Linked DNA regions of Rattus norvegicus: region 2 is linked to region 1. A link is a contact called in public Hi-C data. All regions are on one chromosome and are shown on one strand. The core of a region is the stretch at or near the end of the contact, and the rest is flanking DNA. Distances in the headings are between cores, read along the strand shown. Region 1 has its middle 82 kb from the start of RGD1596092. Region 2 overlaps LOC102551899 (a long non-coding RNA gene).

Evidence for each region. Hi-C and Micro-C count contacts between places; a contact is called where the count stands out from the background.
Region 2: a contact with region 1 is called in a Hi-C map of psoas muscle, with 4 times the contacts expected there. The contact joins two enhancer-like sites. A contact is called at or near these places in 3 of 12 Hi-C or Micro-C datasets (Schwann cells, kidney and psoas muscle).

Annotation. Positions count from the first base shown.
Region 1 is chr17:20,848,484-20,855,736 of GRCr8, forward strand. No RefSeq gene overlaps it. Among named protein-coding and RNA genes, the nearest start is that of RGD1596092, 82 kb to the left of the region's middle. Within about 2 kb of position 2,953, at least 19 of the 93 cell types and tissues checked have an H3K27ac peak or open chromatin away from gene starts, as enhancers often do. A contact at or near this core is called in kidney, where this site is marked.
Region 2 is chr17:21,032,104-21,038,748 of GRCr8, forward strand. LOC102551899 (a long non-coding RNA gene) reads right to left here. Exons shown (of 4, transcript XR_010059143.1): 2 at 3,854-3,970; 3 at 1,524-2,508. Among named protein-coding and RNA genes, the nearest start is that of Cd83, 77 kb to the right of the region's middle. Within about 2 kb of position 2,803, at least 52 of the 93 cell types and tissues checked have an H3K27ac peak or open chromatin away from gene starts, as enhancers often do. A contact at or near this core is called in kidney, where this site is marked.

The DNA of each region.
Region 1 (7,253 bases), core at 1,703-4,202:
GATGATTAGATCTTGTTTATATCACTTGACCCATGTCAGGGTTCAGTCTAATAAACTTTATCCTCCAAATACTTTGGCATTTTTTTTCTGATTGGAATAATAGTTGAGTCTATATTCTATTTTATTAGAACTGATGGCTCCTTTTCCAACAGGCTGTATTACAATTTTCTGTTTAAGAGAATCCATGCACATTGACTTGGGGACCCAGGATGAATTCGAAAATAAAGTAGGACTTTTTTAGGAGTTAGAAAACTTTTTATCTAAAGGGCTAATAGCAAATATTTTCCTTGCCTGGCAGGCCTCGTGGTTTATGTTGTGACTGCCTGAGTCTGTCAATACGACTCAAAGACAGCCACAGGTCACACCCAGTATGTTGTGACAGCGCTCTGACACAATGTTACTTGTGGACATTAAAATAGAAATATAAATTGTAGAAAACATGTATGTGTCACAAGTTACAGGCTTTGTTTACCCCCCAACCATTAAAAATAAATTATTCTGACAAGCCACATAAAATCAGGTAATGGGTTATAAGATGATATAAACCTAAAATGTCCTCCATAGGCTGGTAAGTTTAAACTCCTGGTCCTCAGCTGCTGATGGTCTTTCAAGAGGTTGTGGTAGCTTTGGGATGGTCCTGGCTGATGGAGATGGCTCAGTGGGAACAAGCTTGAGTGTCACGGCCTGGCCTTGCATCTACTCCTGCTGTCTGCTTTCTGCTCCATCTACCCCGTGAAGAACCATGTCACAGCCTCTGCCACAGTGGATCCATCCTGAGAAATCTTCCCTCCTGTGATGGACTGTGAAACCCTGAACCCAAACAAATTTCTCCTCCTTTAGATGGCTTGTGTTACTTATTTTGTCACAGAAACAAGAAAAGAAACCAGTCCAAGGGATTACTTGGCTCATGGGATCTACTAGTGCGAGCATCAAAATTTGACTCCAAAACCAAAGTGTAGAGCGAGTACCTCCAGCTAAGGCACTCCCATGGCGAGCAACAGAAGCTGGAAGCCTTAGACAGGTCTCCCAAGCATCTCTCTCCACTCGTGTGGCTTACACGTATCTTAGTAACTAATTCTCATGAGCGTAGATAGGCGCAACATCCTCCCAACATTCATGGTACCTTCCGTATGCTCAGCTGTTCCACACATGAATTTCAGGAATTCAGGCCTTCCAGGTTGCGAGTAGCCAGGCCCAAGGTCCCAGTCACTAATGGCTCACACAAGTCCATTTATTCTTTATGCACAGAGGCGTGTGAAATGTCTTACCGAGATGGTTTGTTCTCGGTGCTGAGTATTGTAGAGTATGCAGGAAGGAGAGACAACTCAACTGTGCCAATGAGTCGTTTGCTAACAAAACAAAGCAAAACAGTAAAGCCTACTGTAACTACAAAACACCTTTCTGCAGGGCCGCCATTGTGTTGGGAGGAACAGGGTAATTCTAGGGCACAAAACAGAGGCTGGGGAATTCCGAGAAGACTGAAAACAAGTTCCCAGCGTTGACTTGGGGTATAGTCTAGTTATGTAAATGTCATACAAGCCACCAGACTTGTCTGTATCCTGGATATCTAACTCAGGAAGTCTGTCCTTGAACTTGTTATTCACAGTGTGCCCCTCTCACAGTGACTGTCACAGAGTGGACACCACACGGGGAGGGGGGGCATCCTACAATGGCTGTCACATGTGACTGGAGTCTATTCTGTGTGTGGTCGGGTGCTTACTTCTGTCTCTTGATCAGTTAGCCAGCCATACTTATACTGTTGGGGGTCTTGTTGTTTGTTTTAATGTCTGCTGTCTTCCAAGCCAATGTAGAGTTTAGATAGACACTCTATGGTATTCTGACCTTTTCACAGTCTGGCTTTGTTTCTGGCTTTGTTCCATTTTGTCTAAGTGCAACCTACTTACTGCTATTGTCAACCCAGGTCCTTGTAGAAGGATTCTGCATCCTCTCAAGAGCTCAACAGCCCTTCTTTCTTGGGTCATTTGGAATCCTTATTTTCAAATCGAGAAAGTAAAAATTATATAGGTACCTGTGTCAGAGCAAGTGTTTTCCTTCTTAAACTCCAATTTGTGGAAACATTTCTGTTAAGACAGACAGTCGCCGCCCCTACCCCCTTTCATTTGACTAGTTTTAGGGGAGTTTTGATGCCTTTTGCCAAGTTTTTATTCACAATTTGCAGTAGTACAGTGTCCTGGCACCAGCCATTGTACAGGAAACCCAAGCTGGTGGCTCTCTGAAGGAAGGACTTAGATGGTTTGTGGTCATGTTTTTTTTTTTTTTTTTTTTTCTGTAAGAACATTCCCTCTCATTTTTGGTCTAGATCATTGTCATGCTGCCTGGCCACAGAGAAAGGGATTGTCACCAATGAAAGATGTTAAAACTGTCTCTGAAGTTCAGAGGAAGAAAAAAAAATTAGCCTCCTCCTTCTTTGACACCAATTCATATTTCTTATACTTTCAAGGTTTAAAACAACTATTTGGGGATGAGGGGGTATACATGAGTACAGAGTGTTTATGGGGAAGTCAGAAGATAGCTTGCAGGAGTTAGTTCTCTGTTTCCATCATGCAAGTCACACACACACACAAAAATTAAACTCAGGCTTAGCAATAAGTGCTGATGCCCAGTGAACCTTCTAGCCAGTCAGACACATTAGCCTCCCAACCACCCAGCAATCATTCCTTATGTGAGAATTAAAATAACAGGGAAGCCAGCACCAGACTTGACTCAGTCACTGAACGATTCTCTACGTAGCTTCGCTTGCTGTTTAATTTGGGACCTTTCCACCATGTACTTTGGCCACCTGCATGTGCAGCCACATCTGTTCCGGAGTTGCTGTTCTAGGATGTTCTTTGCCCTTCCCTAGGGTTGGTGATGTGTAGGACAACCCGTAGAGTGAACTTGACTCTCCCAGACACAGGCATGCTTCACAAGGAATCCTTTGTGTCAGCCAGGACACTCCCATCAAGTTGTCCAGGGAAAGTTCACATGATCTCATTTCCCTCTCTTAATGTGACTGACTTAAGCACAAGACAGAAATATTCTTAGGAGATATATGACTTCCTCCTACTCAGAGCTGGCCTAGAATAGAGGAACAAGGCCCCTGGGGGTCAAAGCAAGACCTCATGAACCCTGGCCACTTCAAGACAAACAATGGGGACCTTATTCTAAATTTAGTTCGTAAGTAAAGGTTTTCCTGCAGGCTTCCTTCCTCACTGACCCAGTGATGCTGTGCCCTGGAACCTCTCCCCTCCCCCTCCCCCTTGTCTGTCACTTTCTTCAAATGGCCTTCTCTACTTAGATTGTTTTCTCTCCATAATTCCGCACAACAGAAAATGACAAATAGATTTTTTTTCCTCTTACAACCTCACAACCATTGGATTAGAAGAAGAGATGAGAATCTGTAAAGAGGAAAAGCGTGTTCTTAGCATTAGTTTCTGTGTCCCTGTGTCATCCATATTAAGGGACAGGACATTGGGAAGTTCCTGGAATTAGTCTTTAGAGTCAGAAATCCCACATCGGGACTGAAGGCTTTACCCGAAGAGGAACACATTCTCAAGTTGGCACGCCTTATTCCTAAGACAAAGCGAGACCTCTTCTATGCTTAGGAAGTCTCCAAGCTGGGATACCACTTCTCGATGGGGCTGTCGTGTCCCCCTGAAACCCAGAAGCCCTAAACTCCACACAGTTTGTTCAGGGTGAAAACTGCCACCAGCAGTTTAGTATACCAGACTGTCATTCAGTAAGGCTACTGTCACATCACCTCTACTGTCCTGCTGTTGACGTGAGGAAAGTTCTCTGGCAAGAAAAAAAGGCATCTACAGCATGGAAACAGGGTGGAGAGAGCTGGCTTCCTTCCTGTAAGTTGACCAAGAACAACAGATTGCCTCAAATCCATAGTTGTCAGGTGGAGACCCCAGGGCACCAAAGTGTACCCTTCCTCCACAAAACATCGCTTATGTCACCTACAAAGAACGGTCTGTGTGCCTTGTGTGTCTGACCACCTTCTTTGTTATTGTTTGTTCATTTGTATTAAGATGTCAAGCCCTGGGGTTGGGGATTTAGCTCAGTGGTAGAGCGCTTGCCTAGCAAGCTCAAGGCCCTGGGTTCGGTCCTCAGCTCTGGAAAAAAAAAAAAAAGATGTCAAACCCTTGGCTGCCTCAAATTTACAGTCCCCATCTTCGCTTGCCAGGCACTGGGCACAACACAGTTTTTCTATGGAGCCCACAGAGTCATATATTTCCACGATTGGAATTCACCTCTGCTTCTTTTTTCATGAGCAGGAGGTAAAGCTATCATCGTGTAGTTAAGAGCCACACTGAAAAAAGGAAAAAGAAAAGACCATATGTAAATTAAATGTGGTATGTCCCCTCGACTAATGCAACAAGGTGGCGGGAATTCTTTCTCTCCTGGTCTTTGAGAACCCAGAAGGTAGGTTTATAATTTTCTACATTGTTCAAACTCTCACAGTTCCTAAGAAACAAGACTGAGCTCCCTCCTCCCAGGCATCTGTAGCTCAGGCTGTCTTTGAACTCACGACTTTTCATTTCTCAAATGCTGGGCTAACAAGGGTGTTCTATCATGCTGGCTCAGCATTTGAGATTTTAAATCCTTCGATGCAGGGGCCAGTTCCCTCAAATATACTTCCCTGAGGGAACTGCTCTCTTTGGCATTGTTAGACCCCCTTCTCCCCTGAGCCTGAGTTTCCCTGTTCTCTAGTCAGCCTGGCTGCCAATATGGTTGGCAGTGCCCAGGTACGATGCCAGGTAGTTTCTTTCCGTCTCCATCACGCGCTCTGTTGGCCCCTCGGAGCAGAGTTTGTACCCATCTGTTCCTCTCACCCTTCCAGGCTGAAGAAGTAGGTGTTGTTTTGTGGTGTTCCTACCACAGAAGACACCAGCCAGGAGAAACAAGGGAAAATATGGAGTGTAAGCCCCCCCCCCCCCCCCCCCCCCGTTTCCAGGTCATCAGCATGCGAGCAAACGTGCATGAAAGTAAGTGCTAATGGGTTGCCTGATTCAGTGTTTGCGAGACTCTCAACCTGGATCGCATAGGCCACGCCCCGGCATCACGTGGTAATCACAACCTGGGCATGATGGTTGAAGCAGCCAAGTAGTGATCAAAGTAAAGAACAAAATAACAACTCGGACATGGAGATAACTCCCAGGTCCTAATTAGCTGGCAACAGCATTTATAAGCAGGATCGCCGGGGTGATTCTGTTATTTGAAGCAATTATAGCGCGTCTGATTTTCTCATTGCAACATTGGTAGTTCCTTCTGCCCCCTCTCGCAAATAATAATAAAAAATTATTAGCTATGAAAGCAGACCCAGCCTATCCACTAAAATAGACCCTAGTTACATAGATTCTTAGGTTACACTTTTTTGTTTGGGGATTTTTATGTAGACTTCTGCAGTGACAGTTAATAAGGCCAGAAAAAGACTCCAATCGGGGACATTCTATGCTCTTTGGCGTTCGTACTTTTGAAATGAACTAAACTATTCAAGAAGAGGACCAGATAAACAGGCAGCAATGTCTCCTCTCAGGCTGACTTTTTCTTCCTCTCAATCATTTCCCTCCCCACCTCTTCTCTCCCCTGTTTTCCATCGAGTGCATTTGAATGTGTAGTTGGAGAGAGACTCGTGGCAAAAATTCACAGTGAAGTAAAAATGTTCAACAGAGAGTTCTGGGCAGAGTAAATAGAGTTTAATGTTTGGCTAGTTCTATTTTTTTTTCCTGAGAGAGGGTCTCGACTCCAGCTCTTTCTCTTTAATTCAGCATTGTCAGTTACCTGATATTAGATAAATAACCCCCAGCAGATTTCAGCCCAGAACAAGTATTTACAGTTAAGCAGTAAACCCCACAAAGTGGCTTTGAACGTCGGCCATTGGCGAAAGGGGGGTACGAAACCAGGCTGACTGTGGACTTGCATCCACACATGGAACCACTGCAATGAAACCATTAAAGATGCTCAAACGAGGTTTATCAGAAGAACGCTGGCCTCCACTAGGCTGAGACAGAGGGTTAAAAGGCTCTAGGACTGGGATGTCACTGCACTAATGGGCACAATTTTTACAGACAGAAGGGCCAAGCCTTCGTCATAGTGGTAAATCTGTAGTGACAGACGTTTGTTCTATATTTGTGAATGACCTGATTTGGCATGCATGCAGCTCGTTCTACTGACAATAATGGTAACATGGTGTGAGGGAGGGAGAAGAAAAGCGGAAGGATGGGGAGGGGGCGTGGTGGAGGGAGGAGAGAGATCCAGACAGAAACAAAGGGGAAAGGGGATGTCAAACAGTTGGAGATCAGGAGCAACTGAGGGTGACCTGAAGGGAAACTGCCCTTAATGTCTGGTTGTTTTAATTTGGAAGGAAGCTTATGTTTATTCCTAATTGATTTGGGGCAATGGCCTTTCCTCCCTCTCGGCTCCCTCCTTCCCTCTCCCTCTCCCTCCCCTGCAGTCTCTAGGGAAGGTATTCAGAACAGCTGTCAGACCATGCTAACCGGATGCTTCTGCATCCAGAAATCTCCTATAATTTGCAACATTTGATTGGCCCTCCACCCTGTGCCTTGGTATTGCAACCCATGGGCATTTCAGGTAGGAAAGTAACTGCCCTGAAGTGAGGAGAGAAATGAAAGGCTGCCAATCACTGGAAGGGAAATTTTACACGGTCCCTGCTTCCTCCCCCTCTTTCAAGCCATCTCCCTTTCAGAGTAAAGGATATAATTCACACTGTGAGCATGATACCCAAAAAGACCTCTTTGCGGGAGGGCTGGGGGGCAGGTAGATCAGTTAATAAAGAAGACCTGGGATCGTATGTACTGTTGCTAACTTGCTCTGTGACGGTGGGCAAGTCACATTCTTCCTGAATCTGCCCAATTAGTGACAGATAAAATGCACTTAAAGAGCTGTGGGTTTTTTTTTTTTCCAAAATATGTGTGAATAATTACCTTTATAGCATGTTTGCGTGTCTGCTTGTGTGTGCGCATACATGCTTCATGCGTGTGTGTGTGCGTGCGTGCGTGCATACCCTGGAACTGAGATAGTTATGAGATAACATGCTAGTACTGGGACTTGAACCCAGATCCTATGCAAGAGCAACAAGTGCTCCAAGCCACCTCTCCAGCCCTTCAAATGCAACTATTTAAAAGATGACCTCTAAGGGATCTTATAGGGTTAGAAATTCAGCATGCATAGTAGGTCCATCACTTACAGGAAGGTAGCCCTACTTCCATCTCCTCCTGGGGACAGTC
Region 2 (6,645 bases), core at 1,553-4,052, 180 kb after region 1:
CCAGTTGTAATTACATCTAGATCCATGTTTTTCAACCACAGAAGAAAGTCAATCTGGTCTGGTTTGGAGTGTTCCCTGTTTCCTTTGACCAAAAAATGGTTCCTCTTAATTTACTGCCTGGAGTTTGCACTAGACTTCAGATCACATGGGGAGGTTCCAAAGACCCTGTCCACCTTCCACAGAGCCACTACCCACACTGAAGGAGGTAACAGATGTGTAGGGGGTTCATCAGAAGAGCCCCCTCACCCCACTGCCTAGGGTGGTATAGCAACTCAGCCCCTCAAACACAGTGAAGCAGGGGAGGCCGCAGCCAGGAAACTGTATGGCTGGTGGGCTAGACTAGGGCCTGGAAGTTGGGCCAGGTTTGGTCAGGAATAGAATAAGACTCACCATGGACAAAAACTGTAGCTTCACAAGAAGACTCTGAAACATGAAACATGGATTCAAATATCAGCTTTGCCACTCACTAGCTGTAAACACAGTCAAGTTTCTTGAGTCCCCAGAATTTAGCTTCCCTGACTCTGAAGTGGATATAAGTAGGCTGATCTCTCAAGGGCTTTGGGAGGAGTAAGCAGGCTAATGGCGTACGTAGGACACTAACGTAATGTATGATAACGCATGTAGGACCATAATGTCAGTGTTTACTGTCCCCATGCCGCAGCTGAACAAAATCTCACTGAAGCACCGGCTTCCTGATCCATCCCAGGATCTGTGTGTTTTAGCTCTTACAAGGTGCAGTCCAAACAAACTGAGATGTGGCCATTCCATTGACTTCTTGGCCTTCCTGGAGGAGGTAGGCTCCGGTGTGTGATCTCCTGGTTGCCGTATCTTTGCTTCAGCTTCTCTCTCCTCTGCTTTGCCAATCACTGGTCTCTGACTCAGGCTTCTGTCACAGTCTATGTGGCTTCTGTAACAAAACATCTTAGACGGGGAAACTTAAAGAGCAAAGAATGCATTGTTCATTCACTGTTCTGGAGGGTGGGAATTTGAAGACCAAGGTGCTGGCAGATTTGGTGTCTGGTGAGCGTCCACTCCTTGCTGGAATAGGTGATGAAATGTGGGTGTTCCTCACATGACTGAAGGGGCCAAGAACGACACTTTCTAATTACCTCCTTTATAAGGGCACTTGTCCTGTAATCATGACTGAATCACTTCTCCATCGGCCCCACCTCCTAATATGATCTCATTATGTATTGGGTTCCAACATACATTAGGGAATGGGAGAGCATTCAGACCACAGTAGGCCTATAGGTTCAACTCTTCCTGAATGTTGGTATATCTGTGGCAACACATTCATGCTGGCTCTCACTCCTGGGGGAGTAATCTTGTGGGGTTTTCAATTCTCTTCCCATTGCTGGAGATCTCCCTTCTGGTGAAGGGGTCCTGGTGTGTGGTACTCACCTGCTCCCGGGGGAAGTTAGCATACCTGCGTTTTGCTGACTCTTAGAAACAAAGGCTGTTTAGCAACCCTCCCACCCCTCCCCTCCCAACTCCTCCCCAGTCCCATCTCCAACTTCTCTCACCGAAACAGGTAGCTGGTTCTGTGTGTCCACGGTTCCCAAAGTCCAGAACACACCTGTAAATCTCTCCAGGCGATTCTCTGGTATCCACCTACGTAGACTCTGTGCTGTTTCTTGCTGGTCTCTTCTAGATCTTTAGTTTGAAAATGAGGCATATCGACATCCTCCAAGCCAAACCCAAGACAGTCTCCACCTCTCCTGGGAGCATAGGCAGGAGGGAATAGAAATAGCCTGCCCAGTCAGGGTCCCAGCAAAAATTCCAGACTCAGTCAGATGCAAATGAATGTCAGGTTAAAGCAAACAATAGATATCTGGAAATTACCTGAGAGCGCTCAAAGGCTCTGCCCAAGTGACAGATCTGCTGCTGCCCCGTGGAATCCCAGATGTGTTTCCCTTCCCTGCGCCACATTTAGCAATGCAGCACCGATCCCCACTAATGTTGCCGTCTACCTCCCTCAGACCTAGTTCTCTCACATCACCTGAACTAGAGACAATCCTCAGAACACCCGTTTTAAAGTAAAAAACGCAGAGGGGCAGGCTTGTGCCTATGGAAGAGGGAAGCTTAGACAACAGGAAGGAGGCATATGACTCCCCCACAGGACAAGGAGAGTGGTGGGTGGTGGTTGGCGGGGGGGGGGGGGGGGGGGCGGGGACGGGGGAGTAGGCAGGCAGCCTTGAGGACTCTTAGGCCTCACAATAAATGAGGACGCCTGGCGCCTGCGGCGGGGTCAAATGGGGTCAGACAAGCTTATCCCTGCGCCTGGGAATTAAGGGTATCCTGAGGACAGCTGTAGAACAAGAGTCTCCAGGGTCCTCCCTTTCTAGGCAGGTCAGGAACCATGGAGGCAGGAACGCTATCAAGGTAGTGGCAGTGGTATTTCTCACCCATGGAAACGACGTCGAGCTCCGTGCAAAGCCCAGACGAGAGACAAAGAATAGCTGTCAGTGCTGTTCGCCTCCTCTAGAATCGATGCTTGGTGTACGGTCCCTAAAGCCAAAACCAAACCAAACACTCCTGGAAATATCAACAGACTTTGCATCTGTGACAGGTCCCCGAAACTGTTTCTCCGAGCTCGTGACAACAAATGCATGCCTTGCAAATCATCCCGGGACATCGGCGTTTCCCCCACCCCCTGCCTCCGTCTCGCCCCGGAGGACTCAAGGCCTGGGCGCATCTGCTGGAAGACTGGAAAACTTTTGCCAGGCTGGTCTTGCGCAGCCAGGGGCGTGTAGACACGCAGCACGGCACTGCCACCTTGTGGCCGGCGGCTGCATCGCGGACGACAGTTAGCAGCATCCAGCAGAGGCTAGGCAGCAGCGCACGTCCGCAGGAACGCACTAGGCTAGCAGGAGCAGGGGCGGAGCGTGCCGGAGCCGGTCACGTGGGTTAGCAACAGGCAGCAGCCAATGACAGCGCTAGTCAAGTGGCGCGTGCGCTTGGAGACTCCGGGAAGGCGTGGAAGGCTCTGCCTGCGCAGAGCAAGCTGGCTGGGGGAGTGGCTGGGGATGGTGGTTGGAGTTCCGACCTTGCTTTGGAGCTGGGGAACCAGATCTTTAGTAGAAACCCCCTGGGGGACAGCGAGTGAATGAGGAGATGGCAGAAGGGACGTGTCCTTGTCCTCCTGTGTCAGTCACTTGTTGCTTTACCAAAGCCTTAGCAACCAGTCTGTCCCCTAGATTCTTAGTGGGTTAAAACAGAATAAAGATACCCCTAGTCAGTGGCTCAATGCCATAAAACTTATTGCTACAAATGAGCATCAACACCTCACAGAGCCTAAAGGACTGGTCAGAGGAGGACAAAGCAGAGAAAGCCAGGAATTGGGTCACAGGGGGAAAAATGTTAACTTAGTTGGTTTTCATTTTCCCCAGTACAAAGAATGACTTTTGTGGTAATCCCACCGTGTTGACATAAACCAGCCCACCCTTGAACGCTGAGCTGACCACACTACACAATGTCGGATGGAGGGAATCAGAATGGCCTCTAACAAGCTCAGTCTCCAAGGGGTTCTCCTGGTTTTCAGGGCCAAGCACATTGTTTCTTGTGAATGGCCTCTCTCCCTCTCTCCCTTCTGATCATGGTTCCCCTTGCATATTGACCTCTCTGTAACAAATCCAGGATTGCCCCCCTGAGAACGTCTAACCCATTCCTGTACCTGAGGGCATTTTGAAGGACTAGAAGCTGTCACACTGTTGTCGGATGCTCTTACATAGGCAAAAATGGCCCAGCCTCCAGGATCCAGCCATCCTACTCGACTGGAGGGGTGACTTTCTAGTCGTGAATTTTATCTTCATTCAGGGTTAGATTGCCCCTGAGGGTGGTGGAAATGACCTACCTGTCAAGAGCAGGAAGCAGTTTAGGGGCTCTTCCAAGACTCTTCCTTGAGAGTAGCCCTGCCTTTCATCAACGTGGAGACCTCACTCTTTCCCAACACAGCATGTCAAGCTTGTGCCTATGAGAGAGGGAACTTGGTCAACTGGAAGGAGACATAAGACACGCACGCGCGCACACACACACACACACACACACACACACACACTGCACAAGAAGGGGGGAGGTAGCTAACCTTGAGAACTCTCCTATGTGTATGTTAACCCCTGAGTTTATCCATTACTTGATACAACAGGCCTTGTAGACCCACTAAGTCCTGTCCAGTAATTATATTTCTGCAAATCTGATTTATTTTTTAAGTACAGTACTCCGAAGATCCTGGCTGGTATGCACTTTGAGTCCATGAATATGTATTGAGTTCTAGGCAGCAGACACCACATAGCCACATGGGTACTAGAGGATACCATTGCAGCAAGAGAGAAACTGGCAAAGTGAGGCAGATTCCTGACATAAGTGAGGAGGGATCACCCTGCTGCCACAGCCAAGCCCTAAACCTCCTCTCCTACCCTGCTTCCTCCAACTCCCTGCTGTCTTCAGGTCTTCTTGGGCCTCCTTTGATCAGGGAACAACTGTCCCCATATTTAACAATTACAAACACCCTGAGAGTCAGAGGCCAGGGATCACAAAGAACAAAAGGCCCCACCTGGCTCCAACCTTAGCTCTAGCATTTGACAAAAATCCCCAACCTGCAGCACGTTCTGCCAGTCTGAACTTCGCTTTCTTCAGCTCTAATGTTCACTCGTAGGACCCCGAGGAATCTGTGTGGAATCCCAAGATTACTGCAAACACAATTTAAATTTCCCACGCTAAAGGACTGCTTCATGGGAGCTCCCATCTCTAAAACCCTAGAAGCGAAGATTTTCTGGGTCTGGATGTTTTTGTGATGGGGGTTGAGCCCCTGGTTTCTTTCTTCGCATATCACTAGGTTACAGGACACAGTCTTGCCAGATTTACGGAAGCAACAAACAGGTTCCCCTACTCCCTGACCCGGCACAGAGTTAATGGCTGTGCCTGAGGATAAAATTAGATCTTGGTGGAACAAACTTGGCTGTCGTGAGGAAAGCCCCACAGCAGATGCCCTTCACTAGTCTTGTAACTTTGATCAAATTAGGAGAACTCATCAGCTTACTCAAGTCTAGAAAACAAGGAGGTTGAATAACTTAGTAATCCCGGGCATTCACAAGATCTTTCCTAGATTCAAGACCAGCGGTTCTGAACCTATGAGTCTTGAATCCTTTGGGGATAGACCAACTCTTTCACATGGATCACCGAAGGCCATCAGAAAACAGATATTTATGTTACGATGTGTAGCAGTAGCAAAATTACAGTTATGAAGGAGCAGTGAAATAATCCTATGGGGAGGTCACAGCAATAGAAAGGTTGAGATCCGCTGTTCAAGAATCCTAATGAGGTTCATCTTCTACCCTGCCTCTGGGCTGAGTCCCTTGATCACCCCTCTAATACATGTACCCACCCTATTTGGTGTACGGGGGAAGCAAGCAAAGGACATCAGACTGTAAACAGTAACTGATCCATTGTTGTGTTTGCACAGGTGCTTTGAGTCCACAGCAGTCTTTGACCTCGGCTCAGTGAGCAGGTCCCCCACCTCCTGTTCTACGGGACATTCAGTGTGTGTGTGGGCTTTTGGTGCACACTCATGAAGGCAAATTAAGAAATCCAATACTCCTGAGTTAGGAGAATGCTTAAAAGAAACAGGGTTCCTTAACCCTGGGTTAAGGACTAGGGTTAGACCAAAAAAGACAGACAGACAGACAGACAGACAGACAGACAGACAGACAGACGCAAATAGAGAGAGAGGGACAGAGGGACAGAGAGGAGGGAGGGAGAGAGAGAGGATGAGGGGGAGGAGAGGGGTAGTCATTGTCTCTAAACATGAAAGTTCTAGGGAAAAGCAATTTTAGGGCCAGACATAAGAGCTTGCTTTGCTCGTGGCAATGGCTTGGTTATAAGTTAACTTTATGGGTCACTGAGTATCTGGAAACAGACTATAAAGAAACGGAAGGGTTACCTGCAAGCTTTGTGTTGGAAATGGCTGTGACCAGTTGCTTCTGGAACAGGGACAGGTTGACTGCAATAAACTTTACAGGCTCGGCACCTGTCTGCTAAGGTAGGACTTGGAAGTAAACTTTGGACTGAGTAATGAGTGAGGCTGCATTTAAAAGGGCAAGCACAAGAGGTTTTATTCCAAGCGGGAAACAATTCATTATCCAATGGATACATGGGACCTGCCTTTCTTGATGACCTCCGGAAGGCTATCTGTAAAGCCTCGTCTAGGTCAATGTCCACCATACAAGTGACAGAGACCCAGCTTTTACCATGCTGGCTTTTAGGTGTTTAATCTCCTAACTCTGAAATCGGAAAGCACTTAAAAATAAAGATGAAGGTATTAGCTGTTGAGAACCGCTGTCTGCAACTTTTGAAGGAAAAACCATTCGAAGAAAAACAACCCATTATACAAAACGTTAACTTCTATTCAACCATCCCGTCTAACGTTGGCAGCCATCCGTTATCCAGTGATGATTGATAAAGCACATCACACAGTCTGCCGTTGAGCAGCGGGGCCTACTCTCCAGAAGTCGTGAGCACCGAATATGAAACAAGGCTCTGCCCGAAGCCCTGCAGACAATAGACATCGTTTCCTTCTGTTTAATTTTCTAGACCTGTACGTGGCATGTTTTCTTCTAAACAGGACGCAAAGCCGAGCGTGGTGGCCCG